Regions from separate parts of the Mus musculus genome. Here region 2 is linked to region 1. A link is a contact called in public HiChIP or PLAC-seq data. All regions are on one chromosome and are shown on one strand. Each heading gives the region's core, a stretch centred on a gene start, on an enhancer-like site or on the middle of the called end of the contact. The rest is flanking DNA. Distances are from core to core; before and after follow the strand shown. Region 1 holds the start of Slc2a8 (solute carrier family 2, (facilitated glucose transporter), member 8). Region 2 overlaps Lrsam1 (leucine rich repeat and sterile alpha motif containing 1).

Region 1 (6,961 bases), core at 2,132-4,631:
ACATGGTGTCTCACAACCATTTGTAACTACAATTCCAGAGGATTTAATGACCTTTTCTGACCTCCAAGAGTAGGAGGCACACACATGGTGCACATACATGCATGCATGTACACTTATCAAAATTCATTTTATAAGTGTTAGATTTTTTTTATAAAAGACTTTTTTTAATGGGCTAGAGAGATGGCTCAGAGGTTAAGAATACTATCTGCTCTTTCAGAAGTCCTGAGTTCAATTATAATAAAAAAAAAGATTTTTAAAATTATGTGTATGCAATGTGCCCCTGTGTGTATGTGCACATGACTGTAGTTGCCCACAAAGGCCAAAAGAGGACAGAGCCCCTGGAGATGGAGTTACCGGCATTTGGGAGCTGCCCAAACTGGTACTGGGAACCCAACCCAGGTCCTCCACAAAGTCTGATTTTTAAAATCCCTACCTACCCTGATTCCCCTTCGTGCCCACAAGGCCACATTGTCAGCCCACAGGAAGCAGGTACGAGGAGTTCTGATGTCACAGTGTGTGTCAGGGGTTAGAGCTTTAGCTCCTTCCTCCTTGCAGGCCATAGGGAGTACTCCCTTCCTTTCCCTTCCCCCTTCTGCACAACAATTGAGTGTGATACATGGGACTGAAGGTGCCTGGACTCTCTTTAGCTTTAGAGGCAACTTCACGCTGCGTCGCAACCCCATCAGCAGATTTATTAGGTCTGTTCTAGCTTTTGTCCAGCTGGAGGCTTGTGGGGATCCATACAGAGGCTGGAGGTCCTCAAGAACCATGCACTTTGGTTTTTGAGAAAAACCATGGTCTGGCAGGGCTCACCAGTTATGCTAGGCTGGATGACCAGTGATCCCCAGGGATGGCATTACAGACATGCCCCGCCACACCTGCTTTTGCAAGAATACTAGAGGGTCAAACCCAGGTTCTCATGCTTGCAAAGCAAGCATTGCATCAACTGAGACATCTTCCAGACCATCTGCTTTTAAGGTAAGAAAACAGACTCCAAAAGAGTAGATGGTTTGACCCTTATGTTCTTTTAGTCCCAGAAACATGTGCCTCTCTCTGCCCCGTGTGTCTTTCAGAGGCAGGCTAAGTATTTCCTATCAGCTGGGCTTGGCTGCTGTTTATCTGTTTTAGGATTAGGGAGAAGAAGTTCAGTTTCCTGGAGCCAGGGCTGGCCTTGAACTTTTGATTCTTCCACTGGACCTTCCAAGTGCTAACTGGGAAGCAGGCTTGTGCCACATGGCTGGCTGCTGGTTTTTCTGTTATACAAATTAAGGAGCTTGTGTCTGTATTTTTCCTGTCGTTTTTTGTTGTTATATCTTGATGAAACAGGAAAAAAAATCAAGCCTGTATTTATTCTTCCAGGACAGTAATGAAGCCGCTTATGACTAAATAAGAGACAAAGGTATGAGAGATACAGAGGAAGCAAGAGAGAGATCTGACTCACCAAGCTAGTATTGCTTTGCTCATAGAAAGGGACGGGGGGGGGGGGGGCTTTCCTAGAGACAATATCTGGTCCAGATTGGGCAGGGATACCACTAGCCAATGGTTCCTAGGTGCCCATGACTCAGAAGTCTGGTGCTAGCTGGGCTTACTGTAGCATCCCTTCTACATAAGCCACTCTGCTGAGCCAGTCACTCGGGTACAAAGTACCCAGTCTGGATACAATTCATCCATGACCTTTACTCTGCAGACATCAGAAACCTGATGCCTATTGGGAAAAAAAGAGAGAAGAGCAGGTGATTTCAAAGCAGTGATAAGATCTATCACCCAAGCAGGAAACTTCGTAGAAGGACAAGCCGGTATTGCCCGCCCGCCTTTAAGAATAGTCTTGTGGGCTGGTGAGATGGCTCAGTGGGTATGAGCACCCGACTGCTTTTCCAAAGGTCCGGAATTTAAATCCCAGCAACCACATGGTGGCTCACAACCATCCGTAAGGAGATCTGACTCCCTCTTCTGGAGTGTCTGAAGACAGCTGCAGTGTACTTACATATAATAAATAAATAAATCTTTAAAAAAAAAAAAAAGAATAGTCTTGTGATCAAAACTTCAAACTGCTGGTTGCTACAATTGGGTGGCTGCAGTAACGTAAAACCACTGTACAGACGGGATGGGCATTTTAAGGCTTAGCCTGCTCACAGCCCTCTAGAGATGAAGACACCCAGGCACAGAGAGGGACTAGGTGCCTCTCACTGGTTCTTTCTACATCTGTACGGATGAAGCTGCCACAAAGGTAGCGATTAAGCAGAGCAGTAGAGGCACACAATCACAGGGAGACTCGGGGCGGGAGGACAATAGAGATAATTACCATGATCGTGGGGTAACCAGGGAACAAGGGAATCACTAAGTTCCACTCTGTCCCACTTCTGGAATGGGGGACCTTGCCTGACAGGGTCCTCATCATCTCAGAATTCTAGACATTTGTAGCACTCATGATGAAGGTGAGCTGCTACCAGAAGCACCAGGTCAATGTCAGAAAGTCCAAGGATAGGAACAGGTGGCCCAAGAGAGTTTTCTTGGAGCCTTTTCACCCTGACGCTCTCTGAAGCAGAAGTCAAAGTTGGGGAGGAGCCTATTCCAGGGAACTGTGGGTAGTAAGGGTGGGAAGTCTTTCGGGAGCCAGTGTGATCCATCGCTGACCCACTACTACCCTCATTAGTGGAGGCTAGATTTAGAGACAATTCCATATAAAAATTAAAATAAAATAAAAGTAAAAATATAAAGGATGGCTCAATGCTTACGAACACTTGTTCCAGCAGAGGGCTCAAGCATGCACACACATGGCTCACAACAATCTCTAACTCCAGTTCCGTAGGATCTGATGATGCTTTCTGAATTCTACAAGCACCAGGAATGCATGGGACACACACACACACACACACACACACACGTGAACATGTAAACAACACTCATACAAATAAAGTTTAAATAAAAGCAAAAGAAACCACCAAAATAGGGGCAGCGAGATGACTCTGCTTGTAAGGTGTTTGCCCTCAAGCTTGACGACCTCCGTTCGATCCGGAGGATCCACTTGGTGGAAGGAAAACAAACTCAGGGAAGTTTACTTCGAACGTGCACAGGCACACTGTCACCTCTGTCCATCCCCCCCCCCCCCACTCCCTCCAGCCCCCAATAGATGATTAGAGGGAAAAACAAAAACAAAACACCCAAACAATCTTTCCATTCTCATTGGCAAGCTCAGACCTGATGGGCCACGCCTTCAGACTCACACCACACTCCAATTGGACAGTCGTGCCTGGGTCCCGGACACAGCTCCCTGCAAACCTTTACTTGGGTCGCTGGCGTAGTTCAGCTCCATTGAGCTTTGCAACCGGCTCTGTACTTCCATTGGCCAGCTCTGGTTGGGGGCCGGGTTCTAGCATCCCATTGGTCACTCCTGCAGCGGAGGCCGCGCTCGCCCGAGCGGCGACAGTTCGCGGGTCAGGTCCTGCTGACATGTCTCCCGAGGACCCCCAGGAGACGCAGCCGCTATTGCGGCCACCGGAAGCCAGGTGAGGACTCCCAGGGGCCGCGGTCACTCTCTCACGCCCGGCGACACCGCTCACGCCCCGCCTTGTACCCGTAGGACTCCCCGCGGCCGCCGGGTCTTCCTCGCTTCCTTCGCCGCCGCTCTGGGACCCCTCAGCTTCGGCTTCGCGCTCGGCTACAGCTCCCCCGCCATCCCCAGCCTGCGGCGCACCGCACCCCCGGCCCTGCGCCTCGGAGACAATGCGGCCTCCTGGTTCGGGGTGAGCCCTCTGGGGAGTCCTGGGTCCCCCACTCTCTGCCGCACCCCAGGATCCTCCTCATTCTCTTTCCTCTGAGACTAGGGGGCGTGGGGTGGAAGGATCGTGGGCCATGGCCCCTGGTGGCCTCCTCTTCAGCCCGTCCCGGGTCCCCAGGCCGTCGTGACCCTGGGCGCTGCTGCAGGGGGCATACTGGGCGGCTGGCTCCTGGACCGTGCAGGGCGCAAGCTGAGCCTCTTGCTCTGCACCGTGCCCTTCGTGACTGGCTTTGCTGTCATCACCGCGGCCCGGGATGTGTGGATGCTGCTCGGAGGCCGCCTCCTCACCGGCCTTGCCTGCGGAGTCGCCTCACTAGTGGCACCGGTGAGTGGTTTGAGCCTCCTAGATGACCTTTGCCAGGCAGGGGGCAGCCGGTCAGCAGCGAGGCAGTTCCTTACTGATCTTTTACTCTACTATGGTGGTGTCACTGTATGCTAGGCAGCGATAACGGGAATGCCCCTATTTTCTTGTTAACTGGGCAGTTCTACTCTGGTTTGTCCCTAGGATAGGCTGCAGGCTCCCTTCACTGCTTGCAGTGAAGGCTACATATACCTTGCAGCCCACACACCTGGACCACTTACCTGGACACAGGCTTCTCTCCCAGCCTCAGTGCCCCCCTGTAAAGTAAGGCCTAGTCCCGAGGTGGTTTCGGCCTTTGCACAGGAAACTGCTGGCCCGGGATAGTGTCTGAAAAGATTTAGACCCTAGCAACTGAGGGTCACCAGCAACCTGTGGCTACACACTTGGATGACCACCCATCCCTCCTTCACTTCCATGGCCTCCTGCTTATCCTCTTCATCTGTTGGAGGCGTGAAGGAGCTAGAGGAAAGGGAGACTGGGGACCTGTGGGTTGTTTTTGTTTTGTGTTTGTTTGTTTTTACTAGAGCATAAAGTATAGGATAATCTAGAAGTATGTATGGATAATGTCTAGTGACTCCTGAGATTAGAAGTGATGGCACCCCTGTTAGGACTGGGCTGAACAAGGACACATCAGACAGCAAGGGAGAAGTCTTTCGTTCTAACTCACATCTGTGCATATTAAATGTGTGCTGGGCTGGGCCTGGTGGCACATGCCTGTAATCCCAACACTTGAGGGTTAAATACATGAAGATCAGGAATTCAAGGTTTTCCTCAGCTCGGGAAGCTAGCCTAGGCTTCATGAAACTCTATCTCAATCAATCAATCAAGCAAGCAAGCAAGCAAGCAAACCAGGGTAGGAAAGCTCTGCACTCCTCTCTCAGTGCTCACACACATAATGGCAACCCATTACCCACAATCCTCTTTAAAACTCTGCGGGAAACCGGGTGGTGGTGGCGCACGCCTTTAATCCCAGCACTTGGGAGGCAGAGGCAGGCGGATTTCTGAGTTCCAGGCCAGCCTGGTCTACAGAGTGAGTTCCAGGACAGCCAGGGCTACACAGAGAAACCCTGTCTCGAAAAACCAAAAAAAAAAAAAAAAACAAACAAACAAACAAAAAAAAAAAATCTGCAGGAAATGGGGAGGGGCACTCTGCTGGCCTATAGCGTACAGTTAAACCTTTCCTTTCAAAGAGCCAAGTAAAATCTCACCTTAACCACCAATAGGTTTACATCTCGGAAATCGCCTACCCAGCTGTCCGAGGACTGCTCGGCTCCTGTGTGCAGCTGATGGTTGTCACTGGCATCCTCCTGGCCTATGTGGCAGGTAGATTTGTGTGCTTTCTTTGATCCCTGTTAGAGGCTATGCGGTCACTCTGGAAACTGAGGTTCACAGAGGACAAGAGTTTGCCTGGTGCTGCTGGTCAGGGTGCCAGGTTCTCGGTCACACAGCTTGGAGGGCTGGGGGGAGGGGCCTGGTAACCCGGTGCCAGGAAGAACTAGAGCAGGTGGTTTCTCTGTCCCAGAATCCCACCGCGCTGTGGAGGGAGTCAGGGGGTTCCAGTGCAAGGAAGGGTGGGATATAGGGAAACACTTTAGCTCAGTCACTTGGGGAGCTGGAGTTTCTGCATGCTGGCACTGAGTTCTCAGGAGAATGTCACATAAAGGAGGCTGCTCCCCAAAGATGAGGGGCAGAGCTGGTGGCCTGGGGAGGCTTTAGAAATTACCTCCTTGTAATATTTATTCTTTTAAACTTAACAAACATTTATACCAATAAAGACATGGGAGGTGTTAACTGAGACCTGTGAGCTCAATGAGGTGATTTTATTTTCTCAACTATGTACAAAATGTCGAGTTATAAGCCTACAACTAAACTGCTCGCTCTTTAGAAATCCCTTAGCTTCTCCTTCCTAGAATACTGATTTACCTGTGTCCTGCCACTGCTTCTCTGTGGCTCTTGCAAGCCCAAAGAGGGGATCTCTGTCTCTGTCTCTCTCTCTCTTTTTTTTTCTTTTTTGGTTTTTCGAGACAGGGTTTCTCTGTGTAGCCCTGGCTGTCCTGGAACTCAGAAATCCACCTGCCTCTGCCTCCCAAGTGCTGGGATTAAAGGCGTGCGCCACCACGCCCGGCAGGATCTCTGTCTCTTATCTGGAGCTCTTCCCATGAAGTTCTTCCAAGCCAAAAGAAAGAGTGAGAGCCAGTGAGAGAGATTGTTCTCAGAGGTCCAGGTCCTCCCTGTCCCCTTGGCAGGCCGAGCCACATCTCCTTCACAGCTAAGCCCAGCCAGTAGGGGTTGTACTATTTTGCCTTGTAAAATATGGGGGGAGGTATCCCAGGCTATCCAGCTGACCCGCTTTACAGAGCAAAGGCCTCACGACTTCTCCCAAGCCACTTATCTTAAAATAGGAAGGATCTTTCCACTCTTTAGCATTCTTATCTATGGAGGCTTTGAGAGACACACCCTAACTGCATCTCTTCTGGACATATCCAGTGCATCTGACAAACTAAGCATTTTATAATTTTGCTAACAAGTGGGTTTTTATGTACAATAAACTAATATCCTGTAATATCTCACTAGGCGTGGAGCCTTCAGACCTGACACATGGCCACCTGCTGGGTTTCACTGCCCCTCCCCCCAGCTTCATTCTCACCCCCACATCTCCAGAGCTGTTAGGACCAGGTGATTAGTAGCGTATGAAAAGTGCCTGCTAACGCATCCCCAGTGAGAACTGGGGTCGGGGCACTGACAGGCTTCACCTAGTTTGCGGTGCGCACACTGGCTCTTCCCGGTGGACCTTACACAGGTCCCGGTCTTTCATTTTTAAC
Region 2 (6,961 bases), core at 1,544-4,043, 54 kb after region 1:
GTGTGCAGGTGTACAGGTGTCTGCAGGTGTGTGTAGGTGTACATGCAGTGACTGGAAGCGTTTTCACAGTCGCTGTCTTTTATTATTTTATGTGTGTGAGTGTTTTGCCTGCTTGTGTGTCTGCAGCTTGTACACCTGGTACCCATGGAGATCAGAAGAGGGATTGGCTCATGGATTAGCTCGTGGGGCTGGAGTTATAGGACAGGAGCCACGATGCTGGTGCTGGAAATCAAACCGGGTCTTCTGAAAGAGTATTAGTGCTCTCACCACTGAGCCCTCTCTCCAGTTCTTCACCTTTATCATTCATTTATTGCTTTGTTGTTGTTTTGAGGCAGGATCCCTCAGTGAGCCTGAGACTCGTTAGTTCAGGTACATCGGCTGGTCAGTGAGCTCCAGGGATAAACCCACGTCCAGTCCTAGGGGATAGCCTGGACAACTATGTCTGGTTTTGCGGCTTAAATTTTTAGTAAAAATTGACTCATTCTATAAATACTTTTTAAAAAAAGATTTATTAAGGCCGGGCGTGAAGGCACATGCCTTTAATCCCAGCACTTGGGAGGCAGAGGCAGGTGGATTTCTGAGTTCGAGGCCAACCTGGTCTACAAATTAAGTTCCAGGATAGCCAGGGCTATACAGAGAAACCATGTCTCGAAAAGAAAAAAAAAAAAAAAGATTTATTATATGTAAGTACACTGTAACTGTCTTCACACACACCAGAAGAGGGAGTCAGATCCCATTACAGATGGTTGTGAGCCACCATGTGGTTGCTGGGAATTGAACTCAGGATCTTCAGAAGAGCAGTCAGTGCTCTTAACCGCTGAGCCATCTTTGTTGTATTTTATTTTTGAGGAGCATCAGGCTCACAACAACAAAACAGTTAAGAAAGGTCCCGGCTGTCCTGGAGCTCACCCTGTAGGTCTACAGACTCACAGAGATCCACTTGCCTCTGCCTCCTGAGTGCTGGGACTAAAGTCTTGTGCCACTAAGCCTAGCCTAGATTTAGTTTTTACTTAATGTAAATCTATGTATGCCATGTGGATACAGGTAGTCTCTAGCCCAGAGGGCCTCAGGCCCCCTGGAACTGGAGTTAGAGAGTTGTGAGCTACATGCTGTGGCTGCTACGAATCCACCCTGGGTCTTCTCGGCCACTGAGCCTCACTCACACCATTCTGGTAGCTTGTTTTTCTCTCCTCTGTACTGACCGAGAGCTTCCAGCCCATGGCCACGCCTCTCCCCGTTGTTCTCAGTACCTGCCTGTGCCCGGTGTGTGGCCCACCCGGCTTCTTCAGCCAGCTCCCTCCGGAGCTGCATGTTTACGTGACTATTTCAAGTGTAGAACAGCAGTGAGCTCCCTGTGGGTGGATCTCCATACACTTAGCACACACCCTTCGGTGGGGAAGAGCCCAAGCACGCTTGTGTGTCATGCACTCTGACAGTCCCATCTTGAAACCAGTGTATCTTTGGTTCCCTCCACTCTAACACCCTTGGCCTTCCCCATGGGGCCATCCTGCAGGAAGAAGGCATGGAGCGACGGCTGGTGGCCCTGCTGGTGGAGCTTTCTGCAGAGCACTACCTGCCCCTCTTCGCCCACCACCGCATCTCACTGGACATGCTGAGCCGAATGAGCCCCGGAGATCTGGCTAAGGTGGGCAGCCATTGTCTTGGGGGAAGTCAGGAAGGCCCAGTGTGCCTGGACTCACTGTCACAAAGGGGGTATATTTGTTCAGTTTGTAGTGAGTCAAGGTCTGTCCAGGTCAGGTGACTCGAGCTTCTCATGGCCAGAACCGCTGCCCCATTGCCTCTGCTCACCTTTGCCCTCAGCCTGTGCAATGGTGTCACACAGTTATAGCTACGTCCTGAACACAACATGAGCTCCTTTTGTGGAGTTAATCCACCGGCACCTCCCTGGGACGTATACATGCCTGGCATCATTCTTAGTGTCTCACGGCAGCCCATGAACCGGGAACTTGACTCTGAGTGGTCTGGCCTCAGGGTCCCTGCTCTCATCCGTTCTGTTGTCCTGCCTCATCCAGGACAGTGCAGGGCCCATGCTTGGGGGCAGTTCCTGATGACCTTCGGATAGATGCAGGGTTCTGGGCTATGCGCCCAGGCTCTGGGGTGTCGGCTAGAAGGCTCTGACCCTGCTACTTCTCAGCAGAGGAGTTTCAGTAGCTCTCTGTCCTAAGGTCACCAGGCACAGTGACAGTAGTGTCAGGAAAGCATTCAGTAAACACACATGTCACAGGTTTCCTTTGGGGGCTCAGTTCTCCCCTCTGCCACAGAGGCCCGATTGAGCCACCTGCAGGGCTGTGGTTCTACCTTGCCTCATACTGACCACAAGGTCCAGGCCTCCCTGTTTCCAGTGAAGGTGCCGGAGGTGGAGGCTGAGGCAGTCCTATGGGCTGGACAGCATATGACAGCTTAGTAGAGGAGAGCTGGCTCCTTGCCCTCAGCCCTTGGTCTGCTTTTTCCTGTTTGGCCACAGGTGGGCGTCTCAGAAGCAGGCCTGCAACATGAGATCCTACGGAGAGCCCAGGACCTGCTAGCTGTGCCTAGGGTCCAGCCAGGTACTGACTCTAAGCTCTTTTCTGGGCTGTTCAGAGGCTGTACTTAGCAGTCTAGGGGCTACTGGCTCCAAGGCAGAGCTGTAGGCACAGTGTGGGCTATGCTGGGGGAGGACTGGGGACTGAGGAGGCAGCCTTGGGGCGGTCCCATTCTGCCATCACCTGATGGACCCATGCTGTTTCCTGAGGAGCCTGGTAAAGAAGCTCAGCCACTAGCCCAGGGCCTCTGTCCTGCAGTTCCACCACTGGGTGGCGATACGGCTCTAGGCATGCGATGTCCTCTCTCAGAGCCTCAGGCTTCTAAGGTTTTTCTCACCTCTGAGCTCCACAAGCAGAGTGTGTGGTAGCTGGGTGCTCCCATCTCACAGATGGACACGGAAGAATTAATGAGGCCGAGAGGGAGATCCTTCCCCTGCTCATGGACGGAGGCACCCCCTCTCCCCTCCACCCACCCCCGATTACTCACACAAGCTAAGACTGGGACCATCTGGGGATGGCTTAGCCTGTCCCTCTGATTTCTTCAGAGTTGAAACCACTCGAGAATGAGGTCCTTGGTGCCCTCGAGCCCCCCACAGCTCCCCGGGAGCTCCAAGAGTCAGTGCGACCGTCCGCCCCCCCAGCTGAACTGGACATGCCGACCTCAGAGTGTGTTGTGTGCCTGGAACGTGAAGTAAGTGTGGGGAGACACCAAAATGACCCATGTTCCATGACCCAGATATGCGCAATGCTGACATTGTCTAGAGTCCATTTTCCCCAGAGAAGGATTTTTCCCTCAGCTTATTAACTATATTAGGGAAAATTTCCTCAGGCATGACTCACCAAGAACATGGTTTTCCCGGCCAGGCCTTTGTAAGATTGTTGCAAAATTAACACTTATTGCAAAAAGTAAACATACCAGTGCTTAAAGCACAGGTCCTCCCTCCTGCACAGTTGCTAAGGGAGCCGGGGCAGGGCACGGCAGGTATGCCTGCAGCCGTACTTAATGAGAGATGAAAAAGGCAAAAGCCCTGTGAGTCTGAGGCTATGGAGCAAGACCCTGTGTCAAGAAACCCAAAAGGGGCTGGAGAGATGGCTCACACTCACTGCCCTTCCCTGTACCATGTCGGGTGGCTCATAACGTCAGGGGATCCCACACCCCCTTCTACACTTCCCGAGTAGAATACACACATGAGTTACTAAGGGGGCTGCTGTAGCAGCTCGGTAGCTCTCTGACCTTCAGCAGACTCCGGGGTGCTATGCGGCGGAGGGCACAGTGGTTAGAACTGTAACCAAGGCACTGTCCTCAGGCTCTGAAAGGGACTCCCAATTTCTTGATATGATACATGACTTTGAAGCAATTGGAGACTTCTCAGGCCATGTGCATACTGAGGGGTCTTGCTAAGACAGAGTCAGGGAACACATACGAGGCTAGTGACTATAAGGTGGAAGTCATTTTAGGCTAGGCATCATACTTTGGCAAGTGTGAACACAAAATAATTACAAATAGGTGGAGGGCCAGGTAAGCAGTACACGCCTGGCATCCCAGCTGGGGGTGGAGGCAGCTCAGTAGCAGGGCACTCAGCCTGGCATGCACTGGAGGAAAGAGCTTTTAGATTGTAGATATTTGAATGCTATTACAATCCATGGAAAAACAGGTACAAAACTGCCAACAGGCCTGACTAGGTTTTCACATCCACTGGCATCTCTCGGGGCTTTGATGTGGTCATGGCTCCAGAACTGAGCGGTCAGGATGTTGCTGCTGCTCTCTCCGCAGGCCCAGATGGTCTTCCTCACCTGTGGCCACGTCTGCTGCTGTCAGCAGTGCTGCCAGCCTCTGCGCACCTGCCCACTGTGCCGCCAGGAGATCTCCCAGCGCCTCCGGATCTACCACAGCAGCTGAAGGCACAGCACCTACCAGCCCTGGCCCTTCCTTGGTACCATCTCCACCACTGCTGGACTCCCACCTACCCTCATTCCCCAGACTAGGGCAAGACTGCCATAGGCCTTTGTCACCCACCACCTGCCACCCCGACCCCCACTGCTCTGAGCACTAGGCAGGCAGGTGGAATGTTCCTGGCCTGTGACATAGCTATTCTGAACAGTGAACAAAAGACAGGGCAAATCTGCTGGTGGTGGAGCCTTGGGGCAGGGGGCCAAGGTCCAGCGTAGGGAGGTGGCCCTGCAGGACTCAGGAATCCATGTTAGTAGCCAAGCCTCAGCGCTACACCCAGCTGTCTGCCCCTCCTGGAGGTGTCCATATCTGTGGAATGTATCAGCCATCCCGTCCTAAGGTGCACCAGTGTCTCTGGGAAGGGGTGGGTTGTGCAAGACTCCCCAGCACCCTTTTGCTTCTTTCTGAACACCCACCCTCCCATATCTGCATCCTTAGCCTACACAGGCAGGTTGATTCAAAACAGGAGCACCAGTAAATCTGACTCCTTGCAGAGTCACCCCTAGGTCCATGAGAACTTGGGAGGGGTAGGAGTAGGCAGAGTCCGGGGAGAGGGCAGCTCTTCTGGGGAAAAGGGCGAGAGCTGCTGCCCCTGGGTCAGAGGGAAGGCAACAGAAACATTGCCCCATGGAGAGTTAGGCAACACCCTCTTGAAAGAGGGCGAGGGGAACAGAGCCAGAGATGGGGGTCTCATTATTTATTTATAAGTAGCCTGTGCTCATGGGACAGGTTGTGTTCCTGCAATGATTATCCTAGGTGAGGGGGCTGCTGAGGCAACTGGAAGGCATGTTAACTTTCAGAGGGGCAGCCCACCCTCACCAGCTGTAGTGAAGGGTTCCATGTGACATGGCACCCTACTGCCCTCCCCAGTATAGTGTATATGGCCTACAGCATGTGCTCAACAAATATTACTACTTGACTGGCTCTGGGGGAACTAGACATTAGCACCTAGCTCAGGCCTGGAGGCCACCCTCATGGTGGACACATGGGACTGATGAGCCATCAGAAGGCTAGTCACCTGAAAGCTCTATGGCCTCTCCCCTTCTTTCTGAGCCTCAGTTTCTCCCTCTAAAATAGGGGATTGTAAGAATGAGTTAGAGAAAGAGGCCTCAGTACATTAGTTGTCATTTGGAAGTCTGGCTCCCCAGATCTCACAGAGCCAGGCCAGTACATGTAATCAAAGTACTGAGGAAGCTGAAGCCGGCAGACCCTGGGACTCACCAGTCAGCCAAGCTAACCGAGTTAGTGAGTTCCAGGCTAATGAGACCTCATCTCAAAACACGAGGCGGAATGATCCGAGATCCTTTGGCTTCCACATGCACATGTGAATTTGTACCTGTACACACGTGCAGGAACACACTCAGATCAGGGGCCTGGTAGCTCATATGATGAGCCCAAGAGATCTGGGATGAATGGATCCCTAGATACGGTAGGCCCAGATCTCCCCCACCCCAGCAGCACATGAGGAAATGAGCTTTAAATAAAGCGTTTATTGATGAGCAGAAGCTTACACAGTTTGCATAGATTCTTCATACCATATCTGGAAGGATGGTGGAAACCCCCAAGGCACTAGAGAACATGGAAAGAAGTCAGTACTCGGAGTGAGGGCAGGGGACTGGGTGTCCCTGAGCACCGGCCACATCCTGTGGGTCTGAGGCCTGCGTCTGGGGAGCAGGTCCACAGAGCAAGGGACACAGGACTGGGAGGGACCTCGTCCTGGGGGCCTTGGAGCGGCAGTCTCTGCTTTGTTCTCCCAACTCTGGCGACAGAGTCTGGGGAGAGTCATCTAGCTAACTGACTCTTGGTTTGACCCTTGTGACTAAGAGGGAAAGACAAGCCCAAATGGCTCACAAGGACATTGGAAGAGGGGTCTGGAATTATCAGGATTAGGTGACGGGAGCAGAGGCCATGAATGGTCAGCAGTGTCTCAGAGAGCCATAGCCCTCAATGTCCCTCTGGAGCCCCACCAGCTTCCTGGCACGTAGTGAAACAGCCCACAGCTAAGCCCTGCCAATGAGCGTTGTCAGCCAGATGAGCAGGAACGGGTCACCCAAGACACTCCAACTTCAGCTACCTTCACTTTGCCATCCTGGCAAAGACACTCCCAAGCTCCCTCCCCCTCAGGACACTTCCCCTGCACAGACTAACACATTCTGGGCCTTTCTCATTCCATCATGACCTCTGACCTCTAGCATCACTCCCCTGTAAGACCCCTAAGCCCCGCCCTCCCACAGCAGTAGCTAGCAAAGTGAGGCCAGTGTCTAACCTTGGGACCTGCAGGGAGTGGGCGGGACAGAGGCCTGGTCTGCCTTTTCCTTGCCACGTTGGTCCCAAGGAGCCCCAGAGTGAGATGACAGCTTCCTAGCTTCCTATACGTGAGTCACACCACCACTGCTTTCATCTGCCGCCGTAACAGTACGAGGGCGGGATGGAGGGGCTCCCCAGACCCTTGCACAAAGAGGAAACC

Evidence for each region. HiChIP or PLAC-seq counts read pairs in DNA pulled down with a chosen protein or histone mark.
Region 2: an H3K27ac HiChIP or PLAC-seq map of embryonic stem cells shows a contact between it and region 1, with 19 read pairs. The contact joins the enhancer-like site here to the promoter of Slc2a8 in region 1. A contact is called at or near these places in 8 of 39 promoter capture datasets (the HPC-7 cell line, HPC-7-derived erythroid cells, embryonic stem cells and 4 more), 3 of 15 datasets of contacts at CTCF or cohesin (the G1E-ER4 cell line, large pre-B cells and pro-B cells), 16 of 484 Hi-C or Micro-C datasets (B cells, the G1E-ER4 cell line, the HL-1 cell line and 10 more), 5 of 115 datasets of contacts at active chromatin or transcription factors (the SCID.adh cell line and embryonic stem cells) and 4 of 9 other capture datasets (adipose tissue, embryonic stem cells, liver and 1 more).

What each region holds. Positions count from the first base shown.
Region 1 is chr2:32,978,503-32,985,463 of GRCm38.p6, reverse strand. Slc2a8 (solute carrier family 2, (facilitated glucose transporter), member 8) reads left to right here and starts at 3,381. Exons shown (of 10, transcript NM_019488.5): 1 at 3,381-3,506; 2 at 3,581-3,743; 3 at 3,897-4,103; 4 at 5,363-5,462. The coding sequence starts at 3,451.
Region 2 is chr2:32,924,258-32,931,218 of GRCm38.p6, reverse strand. Lrsam1 (leucine rich repeat and sterile alpha motif containing 1) reads left to right here. Exons shown (of 26, transcript NM_199302.3): 23 at 1,514-1,645; 24 at 2,486-2,567; 25 at 3,089-3,234; 26 at 4,318-6,004. The coding sequence ends at 4,443. It overlaps Niban2 (niban apoptosis regulator 2), which reads right to left. Exons shown (of 14, transcript NM_146119.2): 14 at 5,966-6,961. Among named protein-coding and RNA genes, the nearest start is that of Lrsam1, 34 kb to the left of the region's middle. Within about 2 kb of position 2,793, at least 83 of the 459 cell types and tissues checked have an H3K27ac peak or open chromatin away from gene starts, as enhancers often do. A contact at or near this core is called in the HL-1 cell line, the SCID.adh cell line, adipose tissue and 4 more, where this site is marked.